Regions from separate parts of the Gossypium hirsutum genome. Here region 1 is linked to region 2. Evidence: chromatin contacts called from public Hi-C data. All regions are on one chromosome and are shown on one strand. The core of a region is the stretch at or near the end of the contact, and the rest is flanking DNA. Distances in the headings are between cores, read along the strand shown.

Evidence for each region. A called contact is a pair of places that touch in the nucleus more often than the background predicts.
Region 1: a contact with region 2 is called in a Hi-C map of leaf, with 2.6 times the contacts expected there. The contact joins the promoter of LOC121227926 here to the promoter of LOC107948718 in region 2. A contact is called at or near these places in 2 of 34 Hi-C or Micro-C datasets (both in leaf).

The regions. Positions count from the first base shown.
Region 1 is chrA04:8,939,791-8,944,360 of Gossypium_hirsutum_v2.1, reverse strand. It overlaps LOC121227926, which reads left to right and starts at 1,261. Exons shown (of 3, transcript XM_041110875.1): 1 at 1,261-1,479; 2 at 1,608-1,729; 3 at 2,042-2,306. The coding sequence starts at 1,454. The coding sequence ends at 2,217.
Region 2 is chrA04:8,754,419-8,759,539 of Gossypium_hirsutum_v2.1, reverse strand. It overlaps LOC107948718, which reads left to right and starts at 3,136. Exons shown (of 7, transcript XM_016883349.2): 1 at 3,136-3,364; 2 at 4,136-4,325; 3 at 4,494-5,121. The coding sequence starts at 4,233. It overlaps LOC107948717 (UBP1-associated protein 2C), which reads left to right. Exons shown (of 2, transcript XM_016883346.2): 2 at 1-2,292.

The DNA.
Region 1 (4,570 bases), core at 12-2,511, 190 kb before region 2:
ATAAAAAATAGTATGAAATTAATAATGCATATAAAATTAAGTTAGTCTATAAATCGTATAAAAAATAATTATGTATACAAAAAAACTATATGTACGAAATGCATGAATTTAATGATATTTTTGAATCAAACATATGTTCCAATATATGTATATATGTGTAAAAAGAATTTTGAAATAAGCAATATATAAAATAATTTTACATGAAACAAATTAATTTTGATTAATGATACACATTGATGATATATGCACAAAAATAATAAGATATGGAAATACGAAAAATAAGTAAATTGTACAATTTAAAATATGGTCCTTAAAAAGAAATATATTATACACATAGATAACTTTAAAGGAATATATATACATAGAAAAATATTTACATAAAGTTATATGAAATCAATAACGTACTATAGTAAAAATAATTTAATATGGGTAATGTACATGTGAAGAAATTTTAGAAATAATTGTATGTCAAAATAACATTGAATTAAAATATGAATTATAAAATTAACTTAATTTTATCATAAATTATATATGTAATAAATTTAAAAAACACAACTAAACACAAATTTATTAAAAACTATATGTATAAAAATAGCATGGCTTTAATAATGCATGTAGGTTAAATATTAGTACTAAATATATGCTTAATAACAACTTAAATGACACATAAAATAGATGAATTTCTCAAAAAAATATAAACATTAAAATAGATGAATAAATTCAAAAGAAATTATGAAATACATAAAATTAATAGCATACATAAACTAAAATGAATTTTATTACAAAAAATACACCAATTATTAAAATGATAGAATAAACGAGAAAATATTATAATAATGTTTTTTTAAAACAACATTCAATTATCAAAGCAACGCAAAATATCACAACCAATAATCAAGCATGTAAAAGAAAATGTATGTGCAGTAAAAAAAAAAGATAAAAACTTAATTTAAACAAAATTGAAACAAGAAGAACAATTTACAAACAAAATAATTGCAAAATAGGATCAATGTGCCATGTGCACAAATGTGCGAGGACTGGAATTGAAAATATCCCGAGCCCAAAACGCTGCACTGAACCGCGGACCAAAGTGAAAAGGTGCACAAATTATAGAGCCAAATTTTTAAAAAAACAAGGTAAGCAAGTAGGGTGAAATTGAAGGCTTCGCACGAAGGGAAGGATCTAACGCTGAAATTTCCCATTTCGTATGAAAATGCACAGACCCGGCCTACTAAACGAGTTAACGCGCGGACCTTCCTTATTATAAACGGTGCTGTTTTATTAATAGGTTGTTTAAAACCTTTCTTTCCCTATTTCCTCTTCCAAACGCAGCCAACATTTTAACCTGAATTCACAGCCCTGAAATCAAATTGTTAGGGTTCATTCCAGCAACCGCCGGACCATCATTTCATTTGGTGGTCGACAATACACGAGCAGCGACTAGATTCCACCGATGAAGGCACCGCTCAAGGAAATCTGGTGAGCTATTTTATTTTCTTTTTTTTTTAAAAAAAACTCTTAGATCTAATATCATTCATTCAAGAAAAATGAAGCCAAAGATGAAAACAAACACATTTAATACCATCCGACCCTCGCCCGTATCTCAGTATTTCGGAGATATTTGGGATTTCATTGGCGACGTTTCAAGGATTGATGGATGACACTTTTGGATACTCCTTCCAATTTCGATCTCAACGAAGTGAACAGAGGTCAATGGCCGATTTGCAAGGTAAGACTTGCCTTTCCCTCCTCTTTGTTTTAAAATGCAGAATGGTGAAAATAATAGCAGGAAAATAGATAAAAATAATAGAAAAATAATAAAAAAAAAAGATAAAGAAGGTCATCTTTCCAGAAATTCTTTTTGAAATTTTCTATGTTCAATATGCGTATATTGTATGTGTGTGTGCGTACTGTGTGCGTAAGATTACAGAGATGAAATCGACGGCTTTTTATAGCCAGATATTTTTAGAATAAATAAAAATAAAAATTACATTTATTTGCTGTATTCTGTTAGTGATTCTTCTGGTGTATTCTTGTGCAGACTCGGCCGTACGAAGAAGCGGGGAGACGTGCGAAGGAGGCCATGCGAGGAGCCGCTCGTTGGAGCCCAACTCTCTGGTATATTCCAGAAGCTTCTGGTGCTCTCGACCGCTAAACTTCTTTTTGGGTTCCGAATTTCAGCTAGGTTTAGGATATGGGTTTATGAATTTGGGTTAAAATTGTATCTGGGCTGGTATAAGTTCTTTATTTGGGCCTAAAAATTTGTAAAAGGACATTGATGATGGACTTTTATTGGTTTTTGTTTTTGTTTATTTTTAATTGTTGGTTTTTCTCTAACGAGCTCGGGCGAAATGGGCCAATTACAATGTAATTTTAAAAATAAAATAGAAAAAAAAGGAAAAATCAGAAAAACTTGAACAGAATCAACAAACTGTGGAGAAAGTTAGTTGTGAACTGATAAAATCAATTAGAAAATTGTTTCGGGCTTTCGTCTTAATTAAATAAAATAAAGTAAATTAAGAACACTAAATGAATACAATTATTTATCATGATGTTGTTGTCAATTCTTATGTTGATGTCAAGTTAATTTATAATATCATATCAATCAACAATATTATTAATATATGCAATTTATGGAGATAATGTATAAAAAATTTAAAATAAAATTTTGGTTAAGTCATAAATTTAAGGTTTTATGTATTGATGTGGGTTCAAATCTCATTGTGGAGTATGGCTTGCATTTCGGTCAAATTAAGACACAAACAAAGAGCAACATCGTGATGAGGAACCATGCGATGTCAAGAAATGACGTCATGGCAACGCGATAGGGGACGTCATGACGTGGCGACTTGCCATGCAATTTCTTGGTTTTCTTCTTCCAGTCATATTCTGATTATTTGTCTTAGTCAAACTCTAATGAGTGTAGATTATTTTATGATTAATTGAGCTATGAATTTAGCATATAAATAGACCCCTTACTACCCTAGAAAGATTAACCCATAACACATTTAAGTATTAACTTTTACAAGATTTCAGAGAATTTTGTATTTAAGTTTAGAGGTTTCTTATTTTCGGGTTGCGGAGTTTAGTTTTTATCTCCTCTTTATACTCTTCGATTTTTCCAATTTAGTGAAATTATTTTTGCCCGTGGTTTTTTATCCTCTTCGGAGGGATTTTTTCACATAAAATTTGTGTGTTCGATCTTTTCAAATTCTTCATTATTTTTCTTGTTTGTTGCTTACACTGGTTTATCCCCAGCACTCGTCATAAGCTTTTTTTTTTAAATACTAAAGTACCATCAAATAATATAACTTATTTTAAATACGAAAGGATATTTTTGTAATTTCTCTAACCAAGTCGGTGCCTGGTTGATTCGTGACACCAACTCAATTAGAAACTTAAATAATAGTATAAATATTCTCATTCATAAAAAAAGAGTAAAAAATATATTACTTTAACTTCAAATAGCAAATTTTAATTGTTTATATAACAAATAATTTTATAATTGATGTATAAATTTTATAAATAATATATTTATTTAAATTAGGTGAAATTTTATAAATTTTGATGTTGACACATATCATTAGACAAATTGCCTGATAGGCTATTGTTGGAGAGAATAATAGTCTTCAGAGAAGAAATGTTGAAGATAGAAGTCGGACTTTGACTTGTAAGGCCTTTAATTTCTTGAATATTAAGCATTTCCAAAGCAAGAAGATTACCAATTTCCTCGAGAATTTAGCAAGCATATTAGAAAAATCAATGTGTTTAACTACCTATTTTTTTAGTGTAAGTGAAAGAGGTTTTCTTTTCTGTTCTACAGTAATTTAGAGATGTTAGATTTTATTATATTTAAGCATATTTTTTTCATCAAATTAATTATTTTGCCTCGAATGAAATAAAAAGTTCTTCCATTTTTTATCTATTACAAATTAATTTCTTTTATTAAAAAAATATTTTAAACTAAAGAAACCAAGGAAATTCAGTACCTTCTAAATTATTCAACCCCAAATATAATTCTTTGAGTGGTGTCAGATTTTCAATACTTCTTGGAATGATCCCCATAAATTGATTATCAGACAATGACAAAATTTTAAGGTTGTTGCATTTGATAAAATAGTTGAGTTGATAAAATAAAAAAAGCCAAGAAAATAAAAAATGTAGGAAAAGGGAAATTGAGTTGATAAAATAGTTGGATGATGAAGAAAATCCCAGAGAGCATGCTTTAATATGTTTCAACCCTCACACACTTGATAAACTTGATAAATTCAAGACTACCCTAAAAATAAAAAAGGAAAGCAAAGTTTCGAAGAAATTTCAAAATAAATGTCAAGTCTTTTTCTTTTAAAAATACGTACAAAGAAGCGATTTTTCAAAATGCTCCTAAATTGTCTTCACATTACTTCACATAATCCATTTATAAAAACTTAAAAAATATATTTTATTGATTCCTATATATTCTTTTATTTTCAGAATAATAAATTGTTTAAAATATGTTATTAGACCCTGTAATATGAAAGTTCAAAAGATCCAATCCTCCTATTTTTCTAATTAAAAAATTCTAGTCCAA
Region 2 (5,121 bases), core at 1,887-4,386:
TTGTTGGGCGCAGATGCTTTTTGTGGTTCTGGTGATTGCGTGAATGCAAGACTATATATACTCTGGCTTGATGAATGTATTTGCTTGGCTCTTACAGCCACTTCTCTTGATCTGCACCTTTAAGATGTTTATTTCTGATTGCTGGTTAGCAAAACTTGTGACATAGACTAGCTTTTCTATGTTAGGAACTTCTGTTCCAGTGGCCCTTTTAATCATTAGTATAGTTTTTTAATAATAAAAGTAGTGAGCTAATGTTTTTTCCCCTATTCTTGCCGGTATCTACAGTTGCTACCACATCTCCCTTACTTGGAAGTTTGTTTCTTTGTTGGTTGATGTTGCTATAATTTTGACTTTTCTATCTTGTACGCATATTCAAGTTGAATGTAGTTCTTTATTTTTCTATATAGATTATTTGGGGTGTAATGAACCTACACTGGGAAGTTGTTACTATGTTGTTAAATAAATGATTTCTTTTAGCACTTAGCTAAACAAAGCCATTTTCTAATGTAATTTATTGTGTTCCTTAACTACTTTGATGTACCCAGTATATCTAAATGACAAAGTTTCCACCCTAAGATGTCTTCAAGACTTTTGTGTTTGCATTTTATTATTTAGTTGCAAGAGTTTTGGTTGCCTTCTTGTGATACTTGCCTATATTCCTTTTATTGAGGAGAGGTAATTCTGGTTTCCTGAATGTGTTCAAATTTGTAGTGTACCCTCAAAACATGGACCTTTTGAGTGGGTTCTTGTTTCACTGAAGAATCTAAAAATGTGAAAGTAGCAAGTACTTATAAGTGTATGTGCTGCTGCCAGTTTTTGATGTTGTGGTGCTTGTATAATCTGTGGTTGTCATTGGGTTCTGTTGGATTTGTAACTGAGCACATGCTGTGTACCAATTTATTGGTGACAATATATCTCTTTCTCCCATGAGCTGCAACTGTCTCTGGCAGTCATCTTTGTTGGTTGACTTACTGTTTTGTGCACGGTGGAGTAATGGACTGTTGTCTGTGCGGTTAAGTATCTTGTAGGTTTTGCAGGAAACCATTTGAAAGGCTAGTGTTTAGTTTCCCTTTATCTTTCCTGGTGGTGGCGGTTCCTGCAGCTAATAATGATATTCTATGCATTATGAAATTTTTTTAGTCTACTTGCTGAAACCAAGGTCAATATCCTGTTGGAATGGAGTTGTTCATTCCATGGATCTAAATATGCCTTTCTCCAAGAAGAAAATATACGTTTCTAATGGCTGTTTTTGGCTAATGGAGTGAGACTAAGAAGGCTTTTCCCTAGTCTTTCCATCGAGCTTCAGTTGGCAACTTTTCACATTAATGTATGATGATATTCTTGGATGCATAACATGCAAGATTTCTCTATAGATGAATTTTTGAAAGAATTTCCCTGTTTGATATGCTTGTGGTGGCTGATTTTGATACCTGCTCCTCTTAAATTATCTTGGCTTGTTTCTCTGAAGAGGGGTTCATGTTATGAATGATGCGTTTTGTTTTAAGGAGTTGGAAACCATTTGATCGTGATTTGTTTTTGCTTGCCAAATTTGCAGACTGAATTGTGTCAAGTCTTTTAACCATGATATTTGGATACCCTGTTGACTTTAAATATCTTATCCTAGATGCTAAATTTGGCTTTTATTGGAAATTAGGATTCTTTTCCATGGTGTCATTATCTGATGAAAAATTAGGCAATTTGAACTGACCATTTACCTAGTTATGTTGTCGTCCTCTTTCGATATTCTCATTTATCTATCTAGGTTGCTTTCAAGAATATTTTTTCCCCATTTTGAAGAAACAGGAGCATATATTTTCACTTTGTTTGACTATTGGCTAGGGGAGTTGAATTGTCTAACATCCTTTTATGGTGTTGAGTGGAGAATTGATGCTCTGTTTTTATGCTAACCGGCATTGGTATCTTCTTTGTTCTCTGCCCTTTTTTTGGCCATTTCCTGTGGAACAACATTGAGCATAAACCAACCTCAAAGATAAAGATGGAAGGCCGGATGAGGCTGCACCCGTAAGCACTCAAATGAAGCAAGTAATGCGCGCTCTCAATACAAAAAGAAAACATCAGCAACCATCAGTCCCCAGGAGCCAATCGAAGACCAGATGATATTGCAACCTAACCTTGTGATTGCTGGAGAGAAAGTGGTTAAGTGGTGGGCTCATTGGTGATGTATTAGAGTGTACAGTTTTGTATACCTAACCGGAGGAAGTTGTCATGAAATTTCCTTAACTCCACTCTTTGTATATCTTTGTCCTTAATTTGAAGTTTCAGAGGATCCAACAAATGGTCTTATCTTTTCATTAGAAAGATGTGAAGTAGATTTTATTCAAAGTGTAACCAACAAGTTCAAAGAGCAACTGGTTTAAGAAATATCTCAGGATTTCAATTGTGATCGGTCTGAATAGTTTTGATAAAATAAAATTAATATATATTAAACATAAAAAAGAAATTAGTTCCAAGTTATTCAAGTATTAGTATAATCAGTTTTTTGGTGGGTGCAGTGGTTATTCCCTATTCTATTTTCTAAGTCTTTGATGGTCTCCATGGTTTTAGTTTAATTGAAAATTTAACGAGAAAATTTTTATATAAAAATATATATACCCTTTTTTATCATTTTGATCTTCTTGTCCTAATGTAGGTGTAATAGAAAGTCACTAACAGTGATTACAAAATTTTAAATTAAAATGAGAAGTTTTTATTTACTCCTAAAAACTATAAACATTTATGTCAATAAATTGAAAATTTTGCACCTCAGTATATTTTAATTTTATAATTAGAGTTGAAAGATTATGAAGTATTTTCAATCGAAATTCCAAAATTAAAAAAAAAACAAATAATAAAGGAGATATATCATAATCCATAAAAACCCACAATTAATTATTTATTATTTACTGTTTCATCACAATGTATAAGTATGATTAAAATGATAGTGATGATGGTGACATGGGTTAATTCCTTAAGATTATGAAGTTGATATTATAAATGCAAAGCTGTTTCCTTCCCTCATTCCTTAGTCTCAAAGCATTATCTTTATATACCATATAAAAATTGTACTTCAATTCTATCAAACTTCTTAGGTTATCCATTACACGTTTTCTCACATTAAATTAAATCATACTTTCCCTTAATCATTAATATACTTATAGATTTTTCATTAATTAATTGTTTTTTATTTTTTAATAAAAAATAAAATTAGTTATAATTTTCCATTTAATGATAACAACGGGGTGGTTTACCCATTAAAGACCACTAAAAACCCCTCCGCTTTGTCCACATAAAACCCCTTTCTCCTCTCTCAATAAAACTCTGTTGATCAACGGTATCCGCCGTCCACCACCGGCCACGGCCACCAGTAAGCCAACCCATCTTCTCTTTCTTCTTTGTATTGTTCTGGGTTTTTTCTTATATTCCTTAGTCTTTGTAATTCTCATAAGTTTTTCTAAAATTGTTTTAACTTTTAATGAATTTGGACTCTTTGTGATGGAAAGATCTATGTCCCTTCGTATATGTTGATGTAAAGCGAATTTTATTTATGGAAAACAGCAGATGATTGTGCAAAACACAATTTTTAGATGATTTTCGTGGTTTCTATTTTTGTGCATGCTGCATGCATGCATGTATGTATGTATGTATGATGGTGATGAAGTGATGTGTTATACATTGTCAGGGAAAATAATAAAACGAAAAATACTTCTTTTATGTAATGTTTCAAAGCAATAATGGGAAAAGAAGATTTCTATTTTTTCTTCTTTTTAGTGCGATTATATTTATGGATGGTTAAATCGGTGAAAACTGGGGGCATAACGCAATGTTAATTCTTAGTTTCCTTGAAATTTGATTTTTTGAGATGGTTAGTCATGGAGGATATTGTCGGTTTCAAGTGCTACAAGCTGTTAATTTGTGAAGTGGATGAATTAAAATGGGTTTAGTTGCATATTATCACATAACTGTACTTTGATTGATATGATAGTAATTGGGAAGACAATTAAATGTATGTCTCAATCTATTTGCATCTTTGAATTGATGCTTTCCTGATTTAGATGTTGGCGGTATCACTCATCTGGGTGTTTTTATTTTCATCAAGTTTTTTAAGTGTTCACTACAATTCTGCAATTTTTTTCAGGCTAAATTAAAGACTCGGGGGGCAGGAATAAGGCCATATACCTGTTGTTAATACTGAGGTATGTGTGGCATTGACTTTAACAATCTGACACTCTGTGATGGATTCTAGATTTAAAGGTATTGGCTGGGTGGGGGGCATTTACCAGAAGTTTGAAACGTTGTGCCATGAGATGGATAATATCGTGAATCAGGTATTAATTCTTTGATCCCATTATGAGGGAATTGCTTCCTCCCATCTTCAGCCATGTTGTGGTATCAGTTGGCTGAATGAACTTATGGTGATTAGTAGTGTTTGATGCAACCGAGAATATATATGCTTTGGCTTTCTTTCATAATGTTGTAAATGGCTTTATCTGCAGGACACTGTCAAATATGTTGAGAATCAGGCACAAAGTGTGGGTAAAAGCATGAAGCGATTTTATTCTGATGTTATGCTTCCTCTAAAACATGATGCCAAAGGAGTGGCTTTAAAAAGAAGCACTACAATTGGTACCTCTTTTGAATCAAAAGTTGCTGAAGTTGATCCCATTGAAAAACAGCCTGATCATGCTTCTAATGAACTTTTCCGTTCAGTTCAATTAAGTATTCCGGCTTCTGTTGATGCCTTTGATGGGGCAGAGTCGGACAAAATGTCCCCACTAGTTAGTGATGTTATGAAAATTACAAGCTCTGATGTTAGCAGAGAAGAAAATGGCATAAGGAAAATGGCATCCAGGTCTGATGTACCGGAGCTGATATCTCAGAGTGAGGATAAATTCATTGATATGGAGTTGCAATCCCCTAAAAGGGAGACAAGAGTTAGTGATAATACTACAGTTGATGAGGTAAACAAGCAGCTTGAGTGTGAGTTTGGTGAGATTTGCCTTGTAGACCAACCAGGTAACCTTAATTCTGTGGATTCCCTTTTGGGGAAACAATATGTAACTTCAGAACAAGTTGCTGGCTTTTTGAATGATACAAAACCTGAAGTGAACCCAGAGGAACATG